2 separate regions of the Rattus norvegicus genome follow, and region 1 is linked to region 2. Evidence: chromatin contacts called from public Hi-C data. All regions are on one chromosome and are shown on one strand. The core of a region is the stretch at or near the end of the contact, and the rest is flanking DNA. Distances in the headings are between cores, read along the strand shown. Region 1 holds the start of Ubiad1 (UbiA prenyltransferase domain containing 1). Region 2 overlaps Fbxo2 (F-box protein 2).

Region 1 (7,150 bases), core at 2,947-5,446, 280 kb after region 2:
TACTCAGGCCACTTCTGTTTCCTTCAAGGTTTGGTTAAAATGTCACTTCAACAAGGTCATGGGTCAGAGAAGAATTCCAGAAGGCTCATGTGTTGAAGACTTAGTTCCTGGGCTGGTAGAATATTTTGTTTTTAACAATTATTTTGATTTATGTGCATGCATCTGTGTGAGTGGATGGACACACATGTAGGTGCTTATAGAGATCAGGAGAGGATGAGGGGGCTTGTGGACCTGAAGATTTATTTACAGGAGGCCATAAGTGGCCTGACGTGGTGGTGCTGGGAATTAAACTTGAGTCCTCCAGAAAAGCAACAAGTACTCTAACTGCTAAGCCATCTCTCCAGACCAGTGGTAGAATTTTAAAACTTTATTCATTTTTTAAAATTTTTGCCGAGAGGGTGGTTCAAGGCAAAGTTTGTGTAGTTTTGGCTATCCTAGAACAAGCTCCGTAGACCAGGCTGGCCTTGAACTCCTACCTCTGAAGTGCTGGAACTGAAGGCATGTGCCATCACACTAGACAGTGGAGGGATTCTTAAGAGTAGGGGGTTCCGGGGTTGGGGATTTAGCTCAGTGGTAGAGCACTTGCCTAGGAAGCGCAAGGCCCTGGGTTTGGTCCCCAGGTCTGAAAAAAAGAACCAAAAAAAAAAAAAAAAAAAAAAGAGTAGGGGGTTCCAGTCACGGGATGTGTACGTGGAGGAGACACTGGGACCTGGATCTAGCCTACTCCTCTTCCTCTATTCGCTCCCAGACAAAAGATAACTAGACTTCCTCAGCATGGATCCCAGCCATGAACACCGAGTCATAGGCCAACGAACCGTAAACTGGCAGCCTCTAGGCTAATTAGCCTCTCCTCCCAATAAGCTGATTATTTCAGGTGTTTGACACAGCAATGGAAAGTTGAGGAACACAGAAGGCTCTCCTTCAACAGCCCTTACACTTTCTACCACAGCGGCCTACAGGTTTCCTTTAACTTTTTTTTTTTTTCTTGAGGCAGAACCTCACTATGTAACTAAGGCTATCCTCAAGTGTGTGTGTGAGTGTTTGTGTGACTTACATGAAACTTTCTGCTTCATTCTCCCATGTAGGTATTACAGATCTGCCTGCCTCTGCCTCAGACATTTTTTGTTATTGGTCTTTTTTTTTTTTTTTTTTTTTTTTGAGACTGGGTTTCTCTGTGTAGCCCTATCTATCCTGGAACTCACTCACTGTGTAGACCAGGTTAGCCTCAAACTCAAGATCTGTCTGCCTTTGCCTCCTAAGTGCTGGGGTTAAAGGCACACTCCACCACGGCCTAGCTGCCTCAACTTTTTGAATTGCCCTAACTTTACACCTGGCTGCGGGCAACTACTGTCTTTTATTTTCCTCCCACTCCCTCAGTCTCCTTTATATGGGCCTCATCTTCCCTCCTCTTAGGCTGGAGGTCCTGTGCTCTTTACCAACACTCTCTCTAACCATCTGACCAACCCTATTTTATCTATAAGCCAATGATTTCCAAATATCTGTCTCTTTAGCCCAAGTCTCCTCCTTACCCCTGGCTGCTTTATCCAACTACCCTCTCCCATCTCCACTTGGAGCTCTAGCAGACATTAGGATGTCCAGAGTCGATCTGACTTCCCTCCAAGTCTTGCCTTTCTCCTCTGTGTGGCAGGACAACATCAACTGTACCCTTCCAGTGGCTCAGGCCAAACCTGATTGAGTCAAGCTTAATTCTGTGGTGTCTCTACCTAAGATCCAGTCCACTGGCCAACGCTGTCTACCTCCAAAGTCCATTCGGAACCTGGCTCACCTTCCTGTGGCCACCACCTCGATGCAAGCCACTGAACATCTTGCCTGGACTGCTCACGGCCTCTGACTTGGGCCTTTGTTTCCCACCCTTGTCCACCATGCTCATCTGTTAATCCCAGCCAGAGAGATTCTTTCAAACCATGACTCCATACTGCTGTTCACTGCCTTGCAATGGCTCCTGCGCCTCAGGGTAAAGACGTGCATGAGCCCAAAGGGCCTATACAGCCTGCAAGCCTGCCTACCCCTACCCAGACACGTCTTCCTCTCTTCTTCTACACCCCTGGACTGCTTCCCCCGTGCACACAGTGCATTTCTTCCTATTACGCAGGTGCTTTGGCCCTTGCGGCTCCCTTTACCTAGAGTTCTACTCGCAGGCATCCCATGACCAATTCCACCATCTCTCACTGCCATCATACCAATCAAACGACTTAAAGCAGTCACCTGTCCCCTTCTCTGCCCTGCGCCATGGCACTTACCACCTCTTACACCTGGTTACGCACTGCATCACACTTCAGTTAGTGAAGGACCAGACACACAATGGTCCCAAAAGACTGAAAGGGAAGATGGCAGAAAGACAGACTAAATGACGACGTTAGTAACTTACATAGTTGTCATACTATGCCTTCTTATTACGCATTGCCGTTTTTATTTTGAGTGGGTGCGTAAGAGTTTTGAGGACAGTTTTCATAAGTTGGTTCTCCCCTTCTAACCTATGAATCCTGGAGATCTAACTCAGGTCACCAGGCTCTGTGGTGGGGGCCATTATCTTATTTTGCCAGCCCACGCTATGGGTTTTTTTTTTTTTTTTTTTTGGTTGTTCTAAGAATTGTATTGATGTGTGTGTGCACATGTGTGCTGATGCCCGCCGAGGCTCCAGGAGGGTGTTGGATCTCATGAAGCTAAAGTTAAATGTTTGTCAGCATGGGTCCTGGGAACTGAACCTGGGTCCTCTATAAGAGCAATAATACACACACACACACACACACACACACACACACACACACACACACAGTTTTTTAGGTACAGTTGCCTTTGAGTTCCCATCTTTGGGGAAATCACAGGGATCAGCATATTGGACTGCAACAGATAAGCCTCAGCCTTTGAACTCCTTTGAGATCATGCCATCTCCCTTGCCAGGTAAGTATCAAGGTTTATTTATTTCTGTATTTTACGTATATGAATGCTCTGTTTGCAATGTATCCCGACATGCCAGAAGAGGGCATCAGATCCCATTTTAGTTGGTCGTGAGACACCATGTGTTTGCTAGGAAACTCAAGGCCTCTAAAAGAGCAGTCAGTGCTCTTAACTGTTCGGCCAACTGTAGGGGTATTTCCAGCTCCCTACCGTAAGAGATCTTAAAGGCTAAGCCGTGTCTTCAGTGGGTGAGTAATGTTCACTACCAAGCCAGAATCTTCACAACTTAAGGTTTCAAAGTACCCACAATACAGACAGTTTTGATCACCAGTCAAGCGGCCTACCTTAGTAAGGCGTCTTTGACACTTCTACAATTCCTACGGAAAGTGGCAGTTTCCAGTTCAGGCAACTGGGGACCTCAGAGCAGGAAACAGGCCGATTCTTACCTCCTGTGTAGAGAAAGGAGCCAGACAGGCCTCCAAAGTAGATGAGAGCCAAGTGCTCCAGTTTCAGGGTGGATAGGTAGTAGAGGTAAGCAGCACACACACAGCCCAAGGTGTAGAGGAAGACTCCAAATCGAACAACATCCTGGGGCTCCAAAATTCTGTCCACCAGAGTCCTGTCATCACTCTTTTTGTGGTCAATGCCCTTGGAAAAGTCATAGTAAGTGTTGACCAAATTGCCAGCCCCGTGCACAGCCAGGACGGCCACTGCACAACCCAACAACAGCCTGGGATCCAGGACACCCTGGGATCTGTAGGCCAAGGCACTGCCCAGGGCCACAGGAGTGAGTGAGGCACTGAAGCTCCAGGGTCTCAGGGCCAACACATAGGAGGCGCACTTCTGTCTCCAGGATCGTTCTGGAAGCCTGTCCTCCTCAGGCCAGTCGTTCCTCTGCTGGTCCGTGTCCCCGACCTGGGTCGTCTCTCCTGCCTGGATATTAATCTTCTCCCCCGGGGCCTGTACCGCAGCCATGGAAGCTACACGTGGCTAAACTCAATTCTAAAAGTGAGCCACTCACGGGAACCGCCCCGAGACGAAGATAGGCGGGACAGACTGGCCTGACCTTTGGTTCCGCCCCGGGGCAGGGTTTGGGGGGCGGTAAAAACTGGAGACAGCAACGAGGAGGCCATGCACCGTCACGGGGTCAGCGGCGCTGCCCGCTCACCTGTCACCTGAGCGAGACCTGTCTGGGGTCCCTTTCCCTGTGCCACAACTCAATAGCCGGCCTCGGCCCGCAACTTCCAGCGGGCCATCGGCGCCGCCATCTTGTGCGTCGGCCTCAGGAGGCCGGCCGGGAAACACAGGCCTGGGTGGGCAGGGCCGGGTGAAGGCCGGCGAGGGGCGTGATCAGAGAAGGGCGTGGTCAAAGGTCAGAGCGCGGGTTCTAAGAGCAAGCAAGTCACTGGAAAAAAACCTACTGTTTTAGCACTCCAAGAATTTCAGGGCGTGTCGCTTTGCGTTATACTGGGCAGGTTCACTTACTAAAATAAGAAATAAGACTCATTGTGAGGGAGAGATTACCCCCAATAAATCCTACTTTGGTCATAGTGTGCACATGCTGAGCTGGTGGTTCATCTCTGTGGTCCTACAAACTAACTTGGGAGATGACGACAGGAAGAGAATTCAAGGACAATCCCTTAATCCCTTATTAGATAGTGAGTTTGAGGTCAACCCAAGCTTCATGAGATTGTCTTTTTGTTTCTCAAGGCAAGGTTTTTCTGTGTAGCCCTGGCTGTCCTGGTGTCCCTCTGTACACCAGGCTGGCCTTGAACCCAGAGATAGCCTTCCTCTTGTCTCCTGAGAGCTAGGAGTAAAGGTGTATGCCACTACACCCTGCAAAAAGGAAATGGTGAAGAGGAAAGGGAAGAGGAATGGGAAGGAAATGGAGACGAGACGAGAGGAGAGACGGGAAGAAGAAAAAAGAAGGATTCATAAACAACGAGCTTGGAAAATGAAGTATGGTTACTATGTGATGGAATATGCATTTATAGCTGTAAAGAAGGAAAAGGAAGTTTTCTGTGTACTGAGATGTAAAGACCTACAAGATTTTTTTTGTTTTGTTTTTGGAGACAGGGCCAGGGCTGATGGCTCAGTGGCTAAGGTCACTGGGGTGCCCTTCCAAAGGAGCAGGGTTCGAGTCCTACCCCACCTAAGAGCTCACAACTCTTTGTATCTCCATTCCCAGGAGATCTGGCCCCTTCTTCTGGCCTCTAAAGGCACCAAGCCTGCATACATGCAAGATCACAGTAGATATACATGCAGGCAAGCCACCCATCGACATAAAATCCAGTAATAAAAAGACAGGGTACTTAGCCCAGGCTGTCTGGAAATTGGCAGTGTAGCCCATAATGACCTTGAAAGTCCGACCCAACCTTGAACTTCTTCCTGATTGCTGGTATTGCAAGCATCCACCCACACACGAGGTATTGTGTGTGGTGCTGGGGATTCCACACGCTAGGCAGATAATCTACCATCTCAACCCTACGCCTTGCAGGCTGTTGTGAAGTACCAGACACGGGAACTGAACCTGGGGCCTGTGAAAGAACACCAAGTACTCCACGAGTGAGCTTCCTCTCCACTACTTACTTTACATTTTACATTTTAATGTTACTTTGCTTCTTTAAACATTTCTTTGTTGGGGGTGTGGTGCACAAATGCTAAGTCGGAGGACCAGTCACAGGGCTGGGTTCTCCCCTTCCACCACCACGGCTCTGGGCTTTGAACTCAGGTCTTCAGGTTTGATGGCAAGTGCCTTTATCCCTGAGCTCCCTTGCTGGCCCTCTCTTACTTTTTTGACACAGCAGCAAATGTAGCCTGGAACTCAAGATCCTCCTGCCTCGGTTGTCTAAGCGCCAGGATTACAGATGTATAAATACTTGTTAACAAGGTATCCAATTAATTTCAAAATGTTTTTAAATTATAATATTGGTTTCTTATGCATCACACTGGAGAAATATCAAGTACACAGATATGTATGTATACATATATATATATATATATATATATGTATACACACACACACACACACACACACACACACACACACACACACTTGTGATTTTACTCTTTAAAAGGGGCTCAAGAAAAGACTCTCAGGACTGGTCTCTCCCTTTAACCTGATTTAGGAGGCAGTCCCTGGCAGCTCTTGGGTGTACCCTAACAAAATCAAATTTGCTTCAAATCGGTCTCGAAATTTCATAGTTGTCTCCTTTTCCCCCCGGCAGGATTAACAGGCCTCACTATGTAATATGTAACCCTGGCTGGCCTGGAACTCTTGAGATCCACTTGCTTCTGCCTCCTGAGAGCTGGGTCCTTGAATTGATTAAATACACAGACTGGAGGCGGGGAGCGTGTGTGTGTGTGTGTGTGTGTGTGTGTGTGTGTGTGTGTGTGTGTGTGCGCGCGCGTGCGCGTGTGTGCTGTGATCGGGCTGTAAAGTGAATTTAAAAAATTATTGAAAAAAAAAATGAAAAAAACACACTGTCGTTAGGCCAGGCACGGTGGCACACGCCTTTTAGCCCAGGCAAGAGGATCTCAGTGAGTTAGGGGCCAGCCTGGTTTCCATAGTGAGTTCCAGGACAGTCAGGGCTACCTAGTGAGACCAGGTGTCTCAAAAGACTGGAAAGAGAAACAATGTAAAATCAAGATGAGGCTGGGCATGGAGGTGAAAACCTGTAATCTCAGCTCAGATGAAGGGGCCGTGATGGGGGGTAGCGGGCCAGACAGAGGCGGGTCACAGCAGTCTGTATGAGGTCCTGAGAAATTCCTTTCCCCAAAGTCTGGCATTTAAACAAAAACCAGTATTCCCTTAGGAGCTTAAAGACAGGACCTACTTGCTAAAAAGAGTCTTATTCTGATTATCTCTGGCAAAAGGTGTGGCTGTCCATTAACATATGACTGAGGTGTGAAGTTAGCCTCCAGACTTCATCAGCCCCTCCTGGCAGCTCCCAGACTCCTTTTCTCCCAGGTACACATCCCATATAACCCTGGAGATCCATCCATCCACATCACATAAATCATCCACATGGCCACCCCCCACCCCACCCCCGCCAGCTTCTCTCTGCTTTCCCAAGAAACAGCCTTGGCAGTTTGAAATAAACTTTCCCCTTTTCCACCCATGGGGCAGCTTGTTTTGATTTCTTTGCTGCACCCAGTTCATTCCATTGGAAGCCAGCCTCACCTGGAACTCTACATAGCAAAGTTTTAGGGCAGTCAGGGATGTGTAGCA
Region 2 (6,668 bases), core at 1,048-3,547:
TGAGGGCAGCGCTGATGACGAGCGGGACCACTGGCAACAGTTCTACTTTCTGAGCAAGAGGAGGCGCAACCTGCTGCGTAACCCGTGTGGGGAAGGTGAGGGCCACACAGTTGGATGCCCACTGTCCCTTCTAGAAAACCGCCCTCGGTGCCAGCCCGCTTCAAGGTTAAATGATATGAAGCACTTGGTGCAAGGTCTAGCCTGGAATATCCCTCTTCTTCCTTGGGTATCTCTTCCCAGGGCATCCACTCTCAGTGAACTAGGGCAAGACAGGTCCTGTGGACACTGAGTCTGGGGTAGAATGGAGGTGCCTACATTCCCGTCACTCGTCGTCTGCCCACTGAGACCTTGAGAAAGTACCCATGCCCACTCTGACTCCCAGTGCCAGAGCAAGAGCCAGCCTCAAGCAAGGGGCTGTGTGACCAGGGTGGGGCTGTCGTATCCCTACAGAGGACTTGGAGGGCTGGTGCGACGTGGAGCACGGTGGGGACGGCTGGAGAGTGGAGGAACTGCCCGGAGACAGTGGGGTGGAATTTACCCACGACGACAGCGTTAAGAAGTACTTCGCCTCCTCCTTCGAGTAAGAAGGGGCAAGGGGGAGTGGGAGGGGAAAGCGGGGCCCACCGGGTCCTGACGCCTGTTCCCCCAGGTGGTGTCGCAAAGCGCAGGTCATTGATCTGCAGGCTGAGGGCTACTGGGAGGAGCTACTGGACACCACCCAGCCCGCCATCGTGGTGAAGGACTGGTGAGCAGCTGTTAGGGTGGGTTCGGGACTGGAGGGGAAGGGGAAATGGTGGTAGTGGAAGGATTGGCCCTTTGCCACACTTGCAGTGTCGTGGCCACGTGGGACACGGGTCTGCAAGGGTTGGCAACGGGTGGGATGCTATTCCTCCCTTGAGTTTAAAATGTTAGCGAACAGGTTGTGCATATGCCCGCGTTTAAGTCAAGGCAAGGATATTACTAATAACTTAAGGCTTGCTTACCTCCTACGTGTACACACACACACACACACACACACACACACACACACACACACACACACATTCCTATTTGTGTCCGTGTGACCGTCCCTACAATGTGTACCCCCTAGGATGGATTTGGTTCCAAGGTTTGGTCTGGCTCATTTTGAGCTTGGCTCTGCAGGCCCAGCCTCCTCTTCTCTGTGGCCACAGCTTCTTTATCTGTGAAATGGGCACACTGCGGGACACTGGCCCGGCAGGGATGTTGGGTTGGGCCTAAGAGATCTCTGGCAGAGTGAGGCTCTGAGCAGGTGGGCCCTGTGTCCCGCACTCCCCTGCAGGTACTCGGGCCGCACGGATGCCGGCAGCCTGTATGAGCTCACTGTGAGGCTGCTGTCGGAGCATGAAGATGTGCTGGCGGAGTTCAATACGGGACAGGTGGCTGTGCCAGAGGATGGCAGCTGGATGGAGGTGATCCTGCTGGGCCGAGGGGGCAGGGATGGGACATTCCGGGTGGAGCGTGTGGAAACCCCATCCGCAGCGTTTGGACGCTGAGAGTGTGGTCCCCGTTAGCCCACAATCAGAGCTAGGGTCGAGGCGCTGCGCCCGAGTGGGACGGCAGGGGACAGCCTTAGACCCCTGAGGCTGACGCGGTACCTTTTCACCCCCAGATCTCCCACACTTTCACCGACTACGGGCCAGGCGTCCGCTACGTCCGCTTCGAGCACGGAGGGCAGGACTCGGTCTACTGGAAGGGCTGGTTCGGGGCCCGGGTGACCAACAGTAGCGTGTGGGTGGAACCCTGAGGGACCTCCCCTATCCCCACCATCTGCCCTCTAGGGCAGAATCCTGGAGTAGAATGGCCTTAATTTAGTTGGTAGCGTCCTCACCTGCCTCGTCTACGCCTTGCACCTGCCTCTCTCCCGCCCCTTCCTCCAGTCTGGTCCCCGAGGGGAGAGAAGGATTTGTTGCTTTTACTGTGGGATGGCTTCCATTTGCATCCCCATGGGCAGTCGCTTCTAGAATGTACGATCCGATCCGAGGGGGGAATGGGGCTGCTGCTGGATCCCGCGCACCTAGCATTGTGCCTGCCTCAGAGTGGGCACTCAATAAATATTTGTCCAAAGAAGGCAACAATGGAAGCGCAGATGAATGGACATCTCCCGCCTCCTCATCGCTCTCGGTCTCCCCAGGGTCCCTGGCCCGGCCTGGAAAAGTACTTGGTGGCAGTCCAGCTGCTCCGGTTTCCAGGGGCTCTTGGGTTGGTGTGGGGCCAGCTGAGCCTGTGCAGACCAGCGGACAAAGGCTAGGATTGTGAGTCTGAGGAGGGGCTGGCTGAGCCTGGCGCCTGAGGACATCCAAGCTGCCCAGAATCCACAACAGGGCTTGGTAAAGGAGTGTGGGGTGCCTGCCCAACTGTCCCTCTTGGCCCAGTAGTTAGGCTATGTCTTGCTGCGTTGTTCCTACCCCTCTCTGGAGCAGTTTGGCAGGGACCCCAACAGGTCTGGATACACATTCTCTTGGGCCTAGAGATGAAGGCTGTGGCGCGCGCGCGCGCGCACACACACACACACACACACACACACACACACACACACACACACGACACTGGGAGGAAGAATCTTGGCTACTCTTCTTTTTTTTTTTTCGGAGCTGGGGACCGAACCCAGGGCCTTGTGCTTCCTAGGCAAGCACTCTACCACTGAGCTAAATCCCCAACCCCTTGGCTACTCTTCTTATTCATCTCTGATTCATATTAACTTTCCTGGCCAGGATAGTATTGGTTTTATCTACAAGCTGGCTCCCTGCACCATACTGCTGTGGGAAGAGTGTGTTAAGCTGTAGGTTTAGGCTACTTGCTTTCTAGCATCCCAGCTCCTTCCCAGAATGCTCCATGGCTGACTGGGGGTGAGGAGAGGTCTTGTCACTGGTATTCTAATATAGCAACACACACACACCCACCTCCCGCTCTGCTTTCATCTTTTATTCGGAGGTTTGGTGCCACCTGCTGGTGAGGTGGGGCAGTCGCTTGAGCTGAGGTTTGTTTGCCTTGGTGGTGCTGTGACCCTTCTGTCTAATTGCTAAGTCTCTGTGTTGGGTCTTCCGGGTCTACATGTGTGCGCGCGTGCGTGTGTGCGCGTGTGTATGTGTGTGTGTGACATGTGTTCTGGTGCCCCCCCAAAGCATCAGATCACCCGCATTTGGAATTACAGGTGGTTATGAGCCTGCCGTAACTGCTGGGACCTGAACATGATTCCTCTGGAATCACAGCAAGTGCTCCTAACCTCCAAGTCATCTCTCCAGTCCCACTCCAAACTCTCCAGTTCCCCGTTCACCCCAGTCCTTTCTAAAGGAACCCCAAGTCTGTGGTGAAGGCAAGGTCCATACCCACCTTAGTTGCTAACCATAAGGGAAGCAATTGGTGACCTTGGGCGCAGCATAGTGGGAGGAAGTGTGAACTCAGGAGCTCCTGGGCTGAAATAAATGTTAGGTCAGGTGGAGCTTTAGGGCAAAGGACTGGGATGTGTGTGTGTGTAGCCTACCTGTCTCAGAGGAGGGAGCCCAAAGCTCTGAGGTCAGCCTTTCTGCCTCTAGGCAAAAAAAAAAAAATGGCTTCTGGAGGGTCAGGAATCCACCAAAGAGCCCCGAGGGATGAAGGGTAGGGTGACAGTTAAATTCAGTGGGTCGGGAGACCAGCTGGCTGACTGAGATGTGGGAGTCAGGAGGTGGAGTGTGAGTTCTGGGGCATAGGGTGCTTACTGTCTACTCCGAGATGAACGGAGACTGCAAGTGGCAACCAGAATGAACATAGAAATACATTTCCCGCTGGGGAACTGCGGTCCAAGTTCATTCTTGTCAATTAACTTATTTATTTATTTTACGTATGTGAGTACACTGTAGCTGTCTTCGGACACACCAGAAGAGGGCATCAGATCTCATTACAGATGGTTATGAGCCACCATGTGGTTGCTGGGAATTGAACTCAGGACCTCTGGAAGAGCAGTCAGTGCTCTTTTTTTTTTTAAAGATTTATTCATTTATTATATATAAGTACACTGTAGCATCGGATCCCATTACAGATAGTTGTGAGCCACCATGTGGTTGCTGGGATTTGAACTCAGGACCTCTGGAAGAGCAGTCAGTGCTCTTAACCACTGAGCCATCTCTCCAGCCCCCGCAGTCAGTGCTCTTAACCACTGAGCCATCTCTCCAGCACCTGACCCCTCCAAAGTTCATTCTTAATCCTCAACTGGGTAGAACCCACCCTGGAGGGCAGAGAGGAGGCTCATAGGGGAGCTGAGGTCAGCGTTCCTCAAGGGAAATTCCATGCGTCGGCCAGCAGGTGGCACCCAAGGGCTCATGTGTATGTGTGTGTGTGTGTGTGTGTGTGTGTGTGTGTGTGTGTGTGTGTGTTCTCTCTCAGTTCTCTTTTTAACAAGTTTAATATGTATCGAGTTTCTACTATGTGTCAGGCAGGGATCTCAGTCAGTCTCTGCTGGAATGCGCACTGTAGAGGAGAAACAGGATTACAAACAGTCAAATAAAGCCAGTGGTCAGCACTCCCCCTACACAGCAGGCGCCCTTTAAGAGCTTTGCATGTGTCAATGACTCAGAACAGCAGCAGAAGGTGGACAATTACTTACTTTGGTTTTGTTCGGTTTTTCTTTTTTGTCATCTCCCCCACTCCCCCACCTCCAACCCCAAGCTTTCTCTGTGTAACTTTGGCTGTCCCGGAACTCACTCTGTGGAGCAGGCTGACCTCAAACTCACAGAGATCCATCTGCCTCTGCTTCTTCTGGATGCTGGGATTAAAGGGGGTGAACCACCAATGTTCAGCGAAAATTAGTTTTTTTAATGTCTGGGCATGGTGATATATATCTTTAAACCCAACACTCTGGGGGCAAACTATCTGTGAGTTGGAGACCAATGTGATCTCTACACAGTGAATTCTAGGCCAGCCAGAGTTACACAATGAGACCCTGTCTCAAAACAATACAAGATAGAAAACCACAACCCCTCCCCCAGAAAACCCCAAATCAAAAACAATAGCAAAAAGGATAAAAAATTATTTTTTAAGGATTTATTTATCTTATGTATATGAGTACACTGTCGCTGTCTTCAGACACACCAGAAGAGGGCATCGGATCCCATTTCAGGTGTTTGTGAGCCACCATGTGGTTGCTGGGAATTGAACTCAGGTCCTCTGGAAGAGCAGTCAGTGCTCTTAACCGCTGAGCCATCTCTCCATCCCAAAAATTATTCTAAAGATCAATTTTTATTTCCCGTAAGTGTATGTGTATACGTCTCTTTGTGTATAAGCCGCATGTGTACAGGGACCCGAGGAGATCACCCGACCCCATGGAGAGGAAGTTACCATTAGTTGTGAGCCTCCTGATGTGGGTTCTGGAAACTGAACTTGAGTCCCCTGGAAGAACACCAAGTGCTTTTAAGTGCTGAGCCATCTCTCCAGTCCATGTTATTTCTATTTTTTCTTTTTTATGAGTGAGACAGAGCACAGACAAGCCGGGCAATTTCCCCGAGGTCACACAGTCCTCTAGCCCTTCACAGAAGGAGTCTACCCAGCTACTCAGGGACCTGGTCTCCACAGCATTGCCAACAAAGGAGGACTGAGGGTGACAGGGTTGCTTGGCCCAGGGCATAGGAAGGATCTCTGTGAAGGGACCTTTGAAGACAATGAGGAGGTCCCAGTCATACAGAGGCCTGGGAGAACAATGCCACAGAAGCAGCAAACACAAAGGCCCTGGGGTGGAAATGAACTTACGTACACACACATATCCCAGGAGAGCAGCCGGCACGCCTGGAGCAGTGGGCACACAGTTTGACATGAGCTTAGAGATGCAGGTGCTAGCCCTGAGGCTCTCCTGAGGACTCACTGTGCACTGTGCTACATGGTGTGAATACTCCAGGGAGAAGGGGCGATATGAGCTTCCTGTAGGGACAGGAAGTTGCTGGGAATGGGGGATTGGATAGCAGCAGTTTACAGACTTGCCCATGAAGTCACATTTCCAGAGAACACCAGATGACTGGATGGTAGCAGTGATGGATGGTGTTGTCACTGCAGCAGCAACAGGCACAGGCTAAGGACTCCTGTGCTGGTTTCCATGTAAGGAACTCGAGTCCAGGGTCTGGAGAGATGGCTCAGTGGTTAAGAGCACTGACTGCTCTTCCAGAGATCCTGAGTTCAATTCCCAGCAATCACATGGTGGCTCACAACTGTCTGTAATGGGATCCGATGCCCCCTTCTGGTGTGTCTGAAGACAGCTACAGTATACTCATAATCAATCAATCAATCAATCTTAAAAAAAAAAGAGCTCAGGTTCAGGGTAGGTGTAGTGGTGCACACCGTTAATCCCAGCACTTGGGAGGCAGAGGCAGGCAGAGTGCTGTGAGTTCCAGGCCAGCCTGGTCTACAAAGCCAGTGCAAGGCAGCCAGAGTTCTGTTACACAGAGAAACCTTGTCTCAATCCCACCTTCCCAAAAGAGCTCAGGTTTATCCCACCTGCTCACCAACCCCTTCTGGGAGACGCCCATGCATCATGTGTGTCAGTTACTGTTTTGTTGCTGTAACAAAAGACCTGACCAAGGCCATTTAAGGAGAGGAGGGGCTTGTTCAGGTCACAGTTGGAGAATACAGTCTTCCAAGGCATGGAGCTATCCAGCATGGGGGCTGGAGGCAGGTAAGGTGGC

What was found. Hi-C and Micro-C count contacts between places; a contact is called where the count stands out from the background.
Region 1: a Hi-C map of Schwann cells shows a contact between it and region 2, with 6 times the contacts expected there. The contact joins the promoter of Ubiad1 here to the enhancer-like site in region 2. A contact is called at or near these places in 9 of 12 Hi-C or Micro-C datasets (Schwann cells, frontal cortex, hepatocytes and 4 more) and 1 of 1 datasets of contacts at active chromatin or transcription factors (oligodendrocytes).

Annotation. Positions count from the first base shown.
Region 1 is chr5:164,159,204-164,166,353 of GRCr8, forward strand. It overlaps Ubiad1 (UbiA prenyltransferase domain containing 1), which reads right to left and starts at 4,197. Exons shown (of 2, transcript NM_001107993.1): 1 at 3,366-4,197. The coding sequence starts at 3,894.
Region 2 is chr5:163,879,399-163,886,066 of GRCr8, forward strand. It overlaps Fbxo2 (F-box protein 2), which reads left to right. Exons shown (of 6, transcript NM_053511.2): 2 at 1-95; 3 at 451-580; 4 at 650-745; 5 at 1,301-1,430; 6 at 1,631-2,110. The coding sequence ends at 1,765. Among named protein-coding and RNA genes, the nearest start is that of Fbxo2, 6.7 kb to the left of the region's middle. Within about 2 kb of position 2,298, at least 42 of the 93 cell types and tissues checked have an H3K27ac peak or open chromatin away from gene starts, as enhancers often do. A contact at or near this core is called in Schwann cells and prefrontal cortex, where this site is marked.